3 separate regions of the Sus scrofa genome follow, and all the other regions are linked to region 3. The links are chromatin contacts, called in public HiChIP or PLAC-seq and promoter capture Hi-C maps. All regions are on one chromosome and are shown on one strand. The core of a region is the stretch at or near the end of the contact, and the rest is flanking DNA. Distances in the headings are between cores, read along the strand shown.

The links. Promoter capture Hi-C pulls out the DNA fragments that hold promoters and counts their contacts. HiChIP or PLAC-seq counts read pairs in DNA pulled down with a chosen protein or histone mark.
Region 1: a contact with region 3 is called in an H3K27ac HiChIP or PLAC-seq map of alveolar macrophages. The contact joins the promoter of PKN1 here to the promoter of CC2D1A in region 3. A contact is called at or near these places in 1 of 5 promoter capture datasets (liver) and 1 of 2 datasets of contacts at active chromatin or transcription factors (alveolar macrophages).
Region 2: a promoter capture Hi-C map of liver shows a contact between it and region 3, with 2.4 times the contacts expected there. The contact joins the promoter of ADGRE5 here to the promoter of CC2D1A in region 3. A contact is called at or near these places in 1 of 5 promoter capture datasets (liver) and 1 of 47 Hi-C or Micro-C datasets (epiblast stem cells).

What each region holds. Positions count from the first base shown.
Region 1 is chr2:64,823,172-64,826,366 of Sscrofa11.1, reverse strand. It overlaps PKN1 (serine/threonine-protein kinase N1), which reads left to right and starts at 1,415. Exons shown (of 22, transcript XM_005661233.3): 1 at 1,415-1,642. The coding sequence starts at 1,622.
Region 2 is chr2:64,859,853-64,863,571 of Sscrofa11.1, reverse strand. It overlaps ADGRE5 (adhesion G protein-coupled receptor E5), which reads left to right and starts at 1,476. Exons shown (of 18, transcript NM_213925.2): 1 at 1,476-1,617. The coding sequence starts at 1,578.
Region 3 is chr2:65,250,333-65,253,734 of Sscrofa11.1, reverse strand. It overlaps CC2D1A (coiled-coil and C2 domain containing 1A), which reads left to right and starts at 1,258. Exons shown (of 29, transcript NM_001243031.1): 1 at 1,258-1,555; 2 at 2,909-3,044. The coding sequence starts at 1,496. It overlaps C2H19orf57, which reads right to left and starts at 2,891. Exons shown (of 8, transcript XM_021083707.1): 1 at 1,712-2,891.

The DNA.
Region 1 (3,195 bases), core at 166-2,665, 430 kb after region 3:
GAGGAATTGCTAGGAAGCAGGTGTGGCTGGAGGGAGTGAGCAAGAGGTAGAGGTGGGAGAAGAGAGGGGGGAGCTGAAGGGGGCAGATTGCGCAGGGCCTTGTGGGCTGCAGGTAGGACTTCGCTTTTACTCTGAGGAAGGTGGGAGCCAAAGAGGGATCTAGGCAGAAGAGGGACATGGCCTGACTCAGGCATTCATAGGCGTCCTAGGGCTTTATGGGGACGGAGGGAGGCTCTGTGTGAGAGGAGGCGACTGCACTGGTCCAGGTGAACAACAATGAGGACCGAACCTTTAGAGACGGTGTAAGTGTGAGAAGTGGTTGGATTCTAGTTGGTATAATTTCTCCTCCTCCTCTGTTAACCATTACCACCACCCAGTCTCAAAGAGTCGCCCAAGGTAAGAAGGGAAAGAGAAAACATCGCGCCCGGATCTCTGGGACAATGCGAACCAAGCACAGCTTCGAGTAACCAAGGTACCAGCAGCCCTCCGTGCTCCTGCGTGTCCCAGGAGGACACCCATGCTGAGGCGCCGCCAGGGAGCGCTCCCCGCCCCGCGCCCCAGGGATCGTGACTTGGCTCCGTCAACCGGGTCTGAAAGGGAGTGCAGGGTCGGCCAGAAGCCAAGCTGCACGCTCCAGGTACTCCAGGAGACCCTAGCGAAGCTCCTCAACGGTCTCCACCCTCTGCCTCCGCTGGGGCTCGAATGTGCTTTGTGGAGAGCCACCTGCATGCAGAAGCCCCAGAGAGGCTGGTCCCCATTTTACAACAGGGAGAAGTGAGGCTCAGCGGCCGGAGGGCCCACAAGTCAGTGACGGAGTTAGGGTTCAATTCTCTTTTCATAACAAAGGCAAAATATTAAAATCACAGCAGCTAACCTTTCTTAACCACCTACTGTGCTCCCAGCACTTGGCATGTACTGTCTTAATGCTATCGACATCTAAGGAATGGGTAGCTAAATCCTTCCCGTTTCACAAACGTTGCTCTCAGGGTTTTCGGACTCCCCCAAGGCACTGGGCACTGGGATTCGGAGCTAGGTCTGCCCAAATCTTGTCTTCAGCCCTATGGGGAAGCTCCAATGCCCTTGAATGTCCAGTCCAAGAGGCCTGAACTTGCAACACAGAGGGGGATAAATTGTTTTTGTTTTTTGAGAGGCCCAGAGAGGCCCAAAGGCCTCCACCGCTCCCCGCTTTAACGTGGCTCACTCTTTTCTTAGGTTTCCCCCGCGCTCAAATGGGGGATCGGTGGGCAGCGAGAGGATCCAGAAAGGGGAAAAAGCGGGGGAAGCAGACAAAGTACTTTCGGCAGATGAGGGGAGGTGTCCGGCAGGCAGGACCCCGCAGCCCCAGGGGCCGCCGGGAGCCGCACCCCCTCGGCCCCGCCCCCTCCCCGGGCGCCGACCTCCGCGGTCACGTGACCCGGCCCGGCGGCCGCTGGGGCCGGAGGGCGCGGCGCGCGGACGCGGCGGCCTGGCCAGGCGGGGCCCGAGCAAAGCAGGCCTGAGCCGGCTGTGCGCCGGGGGGTCGCGCCGCGCCCGCCCCCTCCCCGCCCCGCGCGGGGCGCACGCGCGCTCCTCTCACCGCCCCTCCCTCCGCGCGGGGACCCCTGGCGGGTGGCGCGTGGACATGGCCAGCGACGCTGTGCAGGTAGGCGCACCTGCGACCGCAGCCGCCTGGCGGCCAGCGGGCACTAGGGACCCCCGACCGCACGCTCCCGGGGCCCCCGGGATGGGGCAGTAAGGGCGGCCTCCCTCCCCCTCACCTCGCCCCCGAGCGCTGGGCGCTTTCTCCCTGGGCCGGCACGGTGGGGCTCCCACAGTCTCCTCCGCAGGTGGAGGTCCTCACAGAGGGGGCAGCGGGGAGGTCCCACAGCATCCTCAAGCTCCTCCCTTCCCCGAGAATTAGAGGGGGCGCGGCAGAGGCTCCATTTCGGGTGTCTGTGGCCGGCTGTGCATCCTGGTGCCTGGTGCCCCCTGCCACTTGTTCTCCCTCCTCAGCGTTCGGTTCCAGACAGGTGCCGCTCCACCTGGGCAGGTGTCTGGCATTGTGCCCCTGGAGAGGAGGAGGCTGCCCGGCCCATTCCCCTCCCCTACACAACAAAGCTCCAGTGGCCCCAGCTTCCAGACAGAGCTTTATGATGGTCCCGACGCCACCCAGATTGGCACCTGTTGGCGGAAGTGCCTGGGTCGCCTCATTAGATCGCAGAATGGGGAACTCACCCAGCCAGCCTTCTGGCTGCCAGGTGGAACCTTATCCCAGGTGGGGAATGTCCAGGTCCAGACTGGGGATTTTCTTATACCTGGAATCTGACCTGAGCATGGGTGGCAGGGTTGGATCACCCCTGCAAACACACAAATATACAGACACAGAGGCACAGGTGACCAGCACCAACCTGCTGCCCCAGCCAGCTTCTCCTTGTGCCACCTTGTGGACATCACAGCCCTGGACTCACCTTCTCCATCTTTAACAATCAGGGCCAGGGTGACTTCTGACCTTCTTTGGTTCAGTGACCCAAATCTGAGACGTCTTCTACCTCTGGTGCTCCTATTAGTGCCTCAACATCCCTCCATCGTCCTGTGGTTGCTGTGTAACTGGGTTCTCGTCTCCTTCTGCACCTGCCCCCATATCCCTCCGTGTCTCTCCCCCCATGACCCCCTGTGCCCCCACCCCAGTCCTGCTGATGGCCTGCCAGCCTTGCCGAGGAGCTGGGCGTATCTGGTGTTGCAGATCACACAAGGTCAGATCTTGGGGCTGGGGAGGGCCGGGGTCCCTGCCTCTACCCCTCAGCTCTGGGAGAGCTGTTTAGGAATCCCCTGGCGCATGCATGCGCTTGGCGTGTAGCAGACATGACCCAGACAGAAGCTATAATTCCTGGAACGAGGCCGGACCTGTGCCCTGGTCCCCTTTCCCATGTCCTGCCTGCTCTCCCCCACCCCCACCCCCGTCCTGATCATCCCTTTCTTGTGGCTGCTTGGGTCTGCCAATCTGTCCCTCTGTCTGTCCCAGTGTGTGCCTGTCTGTTCTGTGTCCGGCGAACGGATGTCCTGTCCAGATTCCGGAAACGCCCAAAGCATTGAAATCTCCGGACATGGGGTCTAGGTCCCTGGCCACTCTGGGAAGAGAGGAATTCTGGGAGGTGGGCCCTCTGGACCTGAGATCTCCTGCTTTATGTTGGAAGTTGGGGGAGCAGGGATTCTTCA
Region 2 (3,719 bases), core at 227-2,726, 390 kb after region 3:
CATATGCCACGGGTGCGGCCCTAAAAAGACAAAAGACATAAATAAATAAATAAATAAATAAATAAATAAATAAATAAATAAAAAGAACCTTTAGAAGGTCCCATAGTGGTGCAGCAGAAACAAATCTGACTAGTATCCATGAGGATGCAGGTTCAATCCCTGGCCTCACTCAGTGGGTTAAGGAACCAGCATTGCCATGAGCTGTAGTATAGGTGAGAGACATGGGTCAGATATGGCATTGCTGTGGCTGTGGTATAAGCCAGCGGCTACAGCTCCTATTCAACCCCTAGCCTGGGAACCTCCATATGCCATGGGTGCAGCCCTAAAAAGACAAAAAAAAACCGAGAGAGAGAGAACAGTTATATGTATGTCCTAATTGGAAAACCCTTCTCATTGCCCGAAATAGTCTGTAAACTTAAAAATAAATAATAACGCCAGGAACATAAAACCACGGATTCTAACTGGATATACCCCAGCGCCACCAAGGTGTTAAAGACACATTCGCCCCCAATAGAGACTTTGTCCTGGGTCCTGGGCTCATCAGCAGGGGCCTGGGGACTGAGCTGCCTGCCTTTTAGATCTCTGCTCAGCCACTTGTTAGCTGTGCCTCAACTTCCCCTTCTGCAAAATGGGAATCATAGCAACACCTGCCTCGAAGGTATTTCCAGGCGTAAATGAGTTAAAAATAGAGAACTTTAGGAGAATCAGGCCTGGCTCAGATAATAAGTGCTTTGTAAATAATAGAGTTTTTTAAAAAAAGAATTATTAAATAGCTTCGGAGATAAGCTGGTCACATGACTTATTTGAAAAGGAAACAACTCTCCTGTCATGTGATTCACTGTTGATTAATGCAGTACCCATGAACTGCCAAAATATGAGTTTCCCACCAGGCAAAAGTCTGGCCCAGAATGACCAGCTCCAGGAGCACAGTGGCCCTGGGGTCCTGCAGTTTTCTAGGTGCCTGCCTGGCATCCATGAAGGGCCCCTTTGTGCTCCCCTAGCTCCTGTCTGGACTCTGGCCTCTCTGTGCCTCAGTTTCCTCATCAAGAAAAAGAGGAGGAAGGTCCTGTTAGCTCCAGAGCTGGCCATGGAGAGCAAGCACAGAATAGTCCCCAACTTGGGTGCCCCAAGCTATGTCAGCAGTGACTCCACCCTCCGCAGTCCAAATGCCTCCTGCCCAGAAAAGCCAAGCGGGTCCTGGGCCAGACTCCCCCTTTTGCCCCTGGGATCAGCCAGCTGTTGAACACAGGGGCCAGAGAGCTTGTCAGATGCTGCAAGGGCAGGCTGCACCTCAATACTGCATATGACTCGTGTGTGTGTGTGTGTGTGTGTGTGTGTGTGTGTGTGTGCGCGCGCGCTCGCGCGCGCAGCGTCCCTGGGTCTGTGTTTTTACTGCACTTTCCTGTTGGCTTCCAGCTGCCCCGCCAGTTCCGGGGAGGGCCCTGGGCCAGCGGCTGCCTCCCCACCCCCTCTTATAAAGGCCCGGCGGCCCTCGAGAAAGCCCGCACAGCTGCCCAGCCTGGGGACACAGAGCAGCCCTGCCTTGTCACCTGCTCCCCCCACTGGCAGCTCAGATCATGGGAGGCCCCCACCACGGCGTCTTTCTCCTCTTTCATGGTGAGAATTTCGGGGCCCTGTTGTGGGGCGGGACAGGCAGCGAGGGAGCCCCTGGCAGCAGCTCTCGGTGTCCAGGCGTCCTCTTCCCCGTGGAGAAATGCGCCCCAGGTCGCTCTGGGGCCAGCCTCGGAGGAAGCCGCATGGCCAGGCGGGCACTGAGGGCACGTGGGGAGAGGGGCTGGCAGTGCCGGGCACCTGCACCCAGTGGCAGGATTCCCCAGACTGCTCTAAGAGCCTTCCCTCTCTCCCAGAGAAATCTCTGACCTCTTTACTGGAGCCACTTTGCGGGGTTGCCCCTGAAGTGGGAAAACTGAGGTTTGGGGAAAGGAGAGGGGCAAAAACTAAATGCGGGAGCCCCGCGGACAGCTGCTCTTAACATCGGGCATAAGGGGATGCTGGGGGGCTTGGAGGCCGGGAGGCGGGACTTCTCCACAGCGGAGGTACCCCCATCACCTCCCACACTGTCTCAGTGGCAGGGGCAGCCCCAGAGAAGACCCTCATTCTTGCTCTGGAGACCCAGCTGGGAGCCAGCTGTGGGTTGAAAGGAGTTTTTGCCCTCTGAAGGTTTGAACCTGACTTTTACTATGACTTCCCCTGGGCCTCCCTTCCCGCCCCACCCAGGGTGGCTCTAACGGTTATCTGGGCAGCTCGTTGCCTGAGCAACCAAACAACAAAGAGAATGAAGAAATGGCATTTGGGGTACCATCCAGAGTTTCCCCAGGCCACAAGGGCGGGGGTTCCCTGTGATGACCCTGTGGGCAGCAGGCGTGAACTCAGTGGCCCTGGGCGGGCTCTAAGCAAGGAATTGGTGTCTATGTGGGGCACACTGAGCAGCTGGGGCGGGGGAAGGGGGGGAAGGCGGTGTGTTACTGGAGCCAAATCTGGGAGCCCCTGAGTCTCACTTTCCACCTCAGCAAAATGAGGCAAAACCGCTCTTTACTTTATAAGGTTGTGTTAAGGGTTAAGTGAGTGCGTATACAGGAACTATTCCTGGTTTGCAGGAAGAATTAAGTAAACACTATTATTGTTATTATTACTTCACTGGTGGGTCTGAGGGGTCCTTAGCTGGAGGAGCAAAGAGAGGATGACTGCCCCGCCCCCCACCCCAGGAATCTTACTGCTTGGGGCTGGGCAGGGGGAATGCAAACCAGATGGAACTGGGAGAAGACCAGCAGCTCCTCTCTCGGCTCCTGTTTGGGAGAATTCCAAGGACCCAGATGAAGAACTCCTGGTCTAGGAAGCCTCCGTGGTTGGAGAGCAGAGCCCAGCCTAGCTCTGGCAGAGGGCAAAGTGCACAAGGCACAAAAGAGCTCTCCCACCCCCCCACCCCCCCGCAGGGTCTGGGGACCTTGACCTGCTCCATTCCACCTTCTTCAGGCTAACTCTGTTCACTAGATTCTTCCTGAGCCTTTTCTGGGCTCCAGGCCACAATCTGTCCAGCTGCAGGATGGGCACAAACACAGCCAACCTCCTAGGGTAGTTGCGAGCATAAAAGTTGCTACTGGGGATTTTAGGGAGCTGGGGACGAATCAGCCCAGGTCCTCTCCTATCAGGCAGGAAAGGTCATTCCTGCAAAGAGGAACCAGGCCCTGGCTGAAAGGGATATGAACCAAGCCCTATGAAGAGGAAGAGGAAGAGAGAAATCCTTATGGGAGGGAGAGGAGGGCATGCCAGCCTCAGTTTACCCTGGCTGGGAGGGCTTCTGGGAGTGGCTCTCTGCTCTCTGCCAGCTTGAAGGGTATCAAGTTTGGACCTAGGGGCCGAGTGGGCAGAGGACCCTCCATTCTATACCCCCACAGCCCCTCAAGCCATGCTCACAATGACAGACCCCAGAATTCCCCTGGGAGATACCATCAGGGGCAACAGAGCATGAGTCATCCCTTCCCTTGGCCCAGGAAGTGACTCATTCCTGCCCTTCCTCCTGGCCCCCATCCCTCCACCCACTGCCCCCTTTTGGGTATCCCTGGATTATTGGGGTCAGTGCTGCTTCCCCACATTCCCACATGGGCAGGGACTGGATGCCTCCCCTCTCCACCTGCTGGGCTGCCCTCCTCCCTCCCTCCCTTCCCCTCTGTTTCCATCTCCCCGCCCCCACTGTTTTT
Region 3 (3,402 bases), core at 9-2,508:
TGAAGCCTAGTGGATCTTCCCAAGGCTGTGGGATCCCACTAGAGGCTGGAGGAAGCTCCACAAAGCTTTCACTTTTTACTGCAAGCACTTCTCCATAATTTACATTTTTCTTAGTAGCATGTATTAGGTCATTGTTGCTCAGGAGCTTGGTCTGGTCATGCTAGCATTTCTGCCATAAACCCACATTCCTCCTATAAGCAGAAGAAGCAATAAAGAAGTGCCAACTTGAACATCCAAATACCTGAGGTCCGAAGCTTCTTCCTCTTACTCATTTTATCCCTCCCTAGAGAAATCTGAAAAGGAGCAGATTTCGTCATTACAACCAGTTCCTAACTCGGTACAGACACAGTGGCCTTGGCTGAGGCCACCCCACCCCCACTTGGGCCCATCTGGCTGCCCCAGGGGTCAACTGGGCAGGGGAACATAGGGTGGGAGTCATAGCTACCTTGGGCTGTGGCAGGCTAAGAATTAAAATGCCTTCATCCTGCAGATAGCGGGTTGGGGGCTGGGGCCATGGGAAGCCCTGGGATGTCCCCTTTCAGTATCTAAGATGGGGTAGCCTGTGTGAAGCCCCCTCTCTCCACCCGGGTCTTTTGAAGTGACACCTAGTACACTTTGGAGTCATTTAAGTGCTTTAGAGGGGCCACCTGGGGGTCCTTTAAGAGGGGGCCTTCAGGGGATGCCTGGGGCCTTGGAACGGCAGCAGTCTTCACAGGTCAATTCCTTCCAGCCTAGAGGGCCTGTGAAGACAAAACCGACCTGGGCCAGAGAAGTCAAGGTCCTTCTGTCCTTATCGGGAACTGAGGAGGTCTACCTGGAACTGCTGGGGATAACTCGGTTAAATTATTTGCGAAAAAATTTTTGAGAAAATAAAAGGCAGAGTTGGCCCAAACAGAGGTCGAGTAGCTGAGGATCCGAGGCCCGAGTGCTCTGGACCCAGCTTCCGGTGACTAGGCCACACGAACCCTACCCAGGCCACCAAAAAGTAAGAAATGCCCAGACCAGGACCGCCAAGAGAGACTAGAGCTCACAAGTGGCCGCGCAAAGCCACGAACCAGGGTGCCGCTGCCAAGCCTCACACCGGCAAACGCTCCGCCTCTTTCCCGCGCACTATGAAGCCCCGTCGTGCGCATGTGCGATGCCAGCACCGCCCCTCTCACTCGCGTACGCCCGCCTCTTTCCTGAGCAACCCGTGGTACCTCCCACTACCCCTGAGGCAGCGCGTGCGCGCTCGCGCACTTCCTGCCGGGAGTTGTAGTTTCAGTGCGGCGGGCCCGGCAAGTCCAGTTGCTGTGCTCAGGTGCCGCGGCGCCCAAGGGCCGAGGCGGAAGTAGGGCGGCCACTTGAGGGGCAGAGGGTACGCGGTCGGCGGTCGCGGGGTGCCAACGAGGGGCGCGGGACTCAGGAAGGGCGCGTGCGCGGCCATAGGCCCCGGGGGAGAAGGCCGGGCAAGGCCAGGCCAGGGGGCCGGTGGTCCGAGTATCCAGCTTGGGAGATGCACAAGAAGAAGGGACCTTCGGGACCTCCAGGCCGAGGTGCCGCCACCGCTCGCCAGGTGAGTCTGTACTCCACGGCCGGGCCGAGAGAACCCTTCCCACCCTTGTCCAAGGTAGGGCCCCACCCCCTAGAGGAGTCAGATCTCCACCCCCAGGTGAGCCCCGGTCCCCGCCCCCTCAGGTTAGCGTCAACCCCCAAAATGGGGCCTACTTACTTCGTCTCCCCAGCTCCTTATGCCCCGCTCAGGGATTAGGGCCACCTGTTGCCGTGGCAGCTACTGTCGGGGAGGGGAAGGCCTCGGACCTGGAGTAAGAAAGGCAGTTATTACCCTCTTGGCCTGAGCACTGATGGAACCCTCTCATCAGTCGGGCCAGGTCAGACTCTTTATCCCCATTGTGCAGATGGGGACGCTGAGGCCCAGAGAGAAGAAGACACCTGCCCAAGGTCACAGGGCAGAGCTAAGTTGCTTGGCCAGAACTAAGTGCAAATCCAGAGCCGCTGCCATGAGCCCACAGGACTGTGCTTGGGCCCTTTCTTCCTCTCTTCATCTCCTTTGGGAGAGTTTGATTTTTTTCTGAGCTTTGCTGTAAGGAACTAGAGCCATAACTTAGTGCTCAGATATCAGAGTCTGGCTCACCTGAAGTTGCCTCCTGGCTTCTGCACATTGGACTTCACAGTTCTAAGCCTCAGTTTCCTCATCTGTAAAATGGAGGCCTTAAGAGGCCCTATGTTACAGGATAGCTGTGAAAATTCCTTGAGATTGTTTATGGAATGTACTGGAACATGGCACTCAATAAGTGTTGTCATCATCATTATTACTCTTAGGTAGAGCCATATAAAATTGACCATATTTGGCCATGTTTGACCCACAGAAAAGGTAATTTTGTGTAGTTCAGCCTAATATTAGCACATCATGATTAGTCATTAACCAGAATAGGATAGGAAGACAGGTATGTTATGTGGCAAAGGCCCCGCTTTCAACTTCTGCGTTGTTTGGGTTTTCTCTTTACTCTCAATGCCTCCAACCTTCCTGCATGGCTGTCTCTGCTGAAGATGCTGGAAAGCAAAAGGCCAGGTGTGCAGAGTGGCTTTGCTTTGGGGCAGGGTGTGGGCCCTTCTTTCCCGACTGAACTTGGCTAGCAGCGCATCATGACTGCAGGCTCAGAGCAGACAGCTGGGTTTCTCCACCTGCCCTTTGTCCCATGTTGATCTGTGCCAATGGGCCTGACCCATCTTGGGGCACCTGTTGTGTTCTGGGCCTGTTCCAGCCTCGTGGCACTCCTCAGGGAAATGGCTTTCCCCAGGAGCCCTGGGTTCCCTTCCTCCCAAGGGGACTCCAGGTTGGTCATAGCTGCCTCTGGCCAGTTGGGATGCATCCCAAAGTCTGACTGGACCCCCACTTTTCCTGCAGCTGGGCCTGCTGGTTGACCTCTCCCCAGATGGCCTGATGATCCCTGAGGATGGAGTTAATGACGAGGAACTGGAGGCTGAGTTCTTGGCCTTGGTGGGGGGCCAGCCCCAAGCCTTGGAGAAGCTTAAAGGCAAAGGTGAGACTCTCAACATACTCCTGAATATTTTCTGAGCTTCTGCTGTGGGTGGGGCTTGAAGCTGGGCACTGGGGAGATGGGGGAATGGAGACAGAGAAGGTCTGGGCAAGAAGTTAAGCAATCGACTCTGCATGCAGAATGGAAGTTCACACCCCACCTCTGCAGCTTACTGGTTGTGTGACTTGATGAGTCACAGAACCTGTGTGGGCCTCATTTTCCCTGTCTGTAAAATGGGGAAAATTACCCCACTTAGATCCCATGAGGTGATCTTCTAGTATTCATCGGGCACTTCACCCAGGACCTGCATGTCCTCCAACCCCCTGTTCGTTGATTGGGGCTGGGATGGGGGAAGACCTGT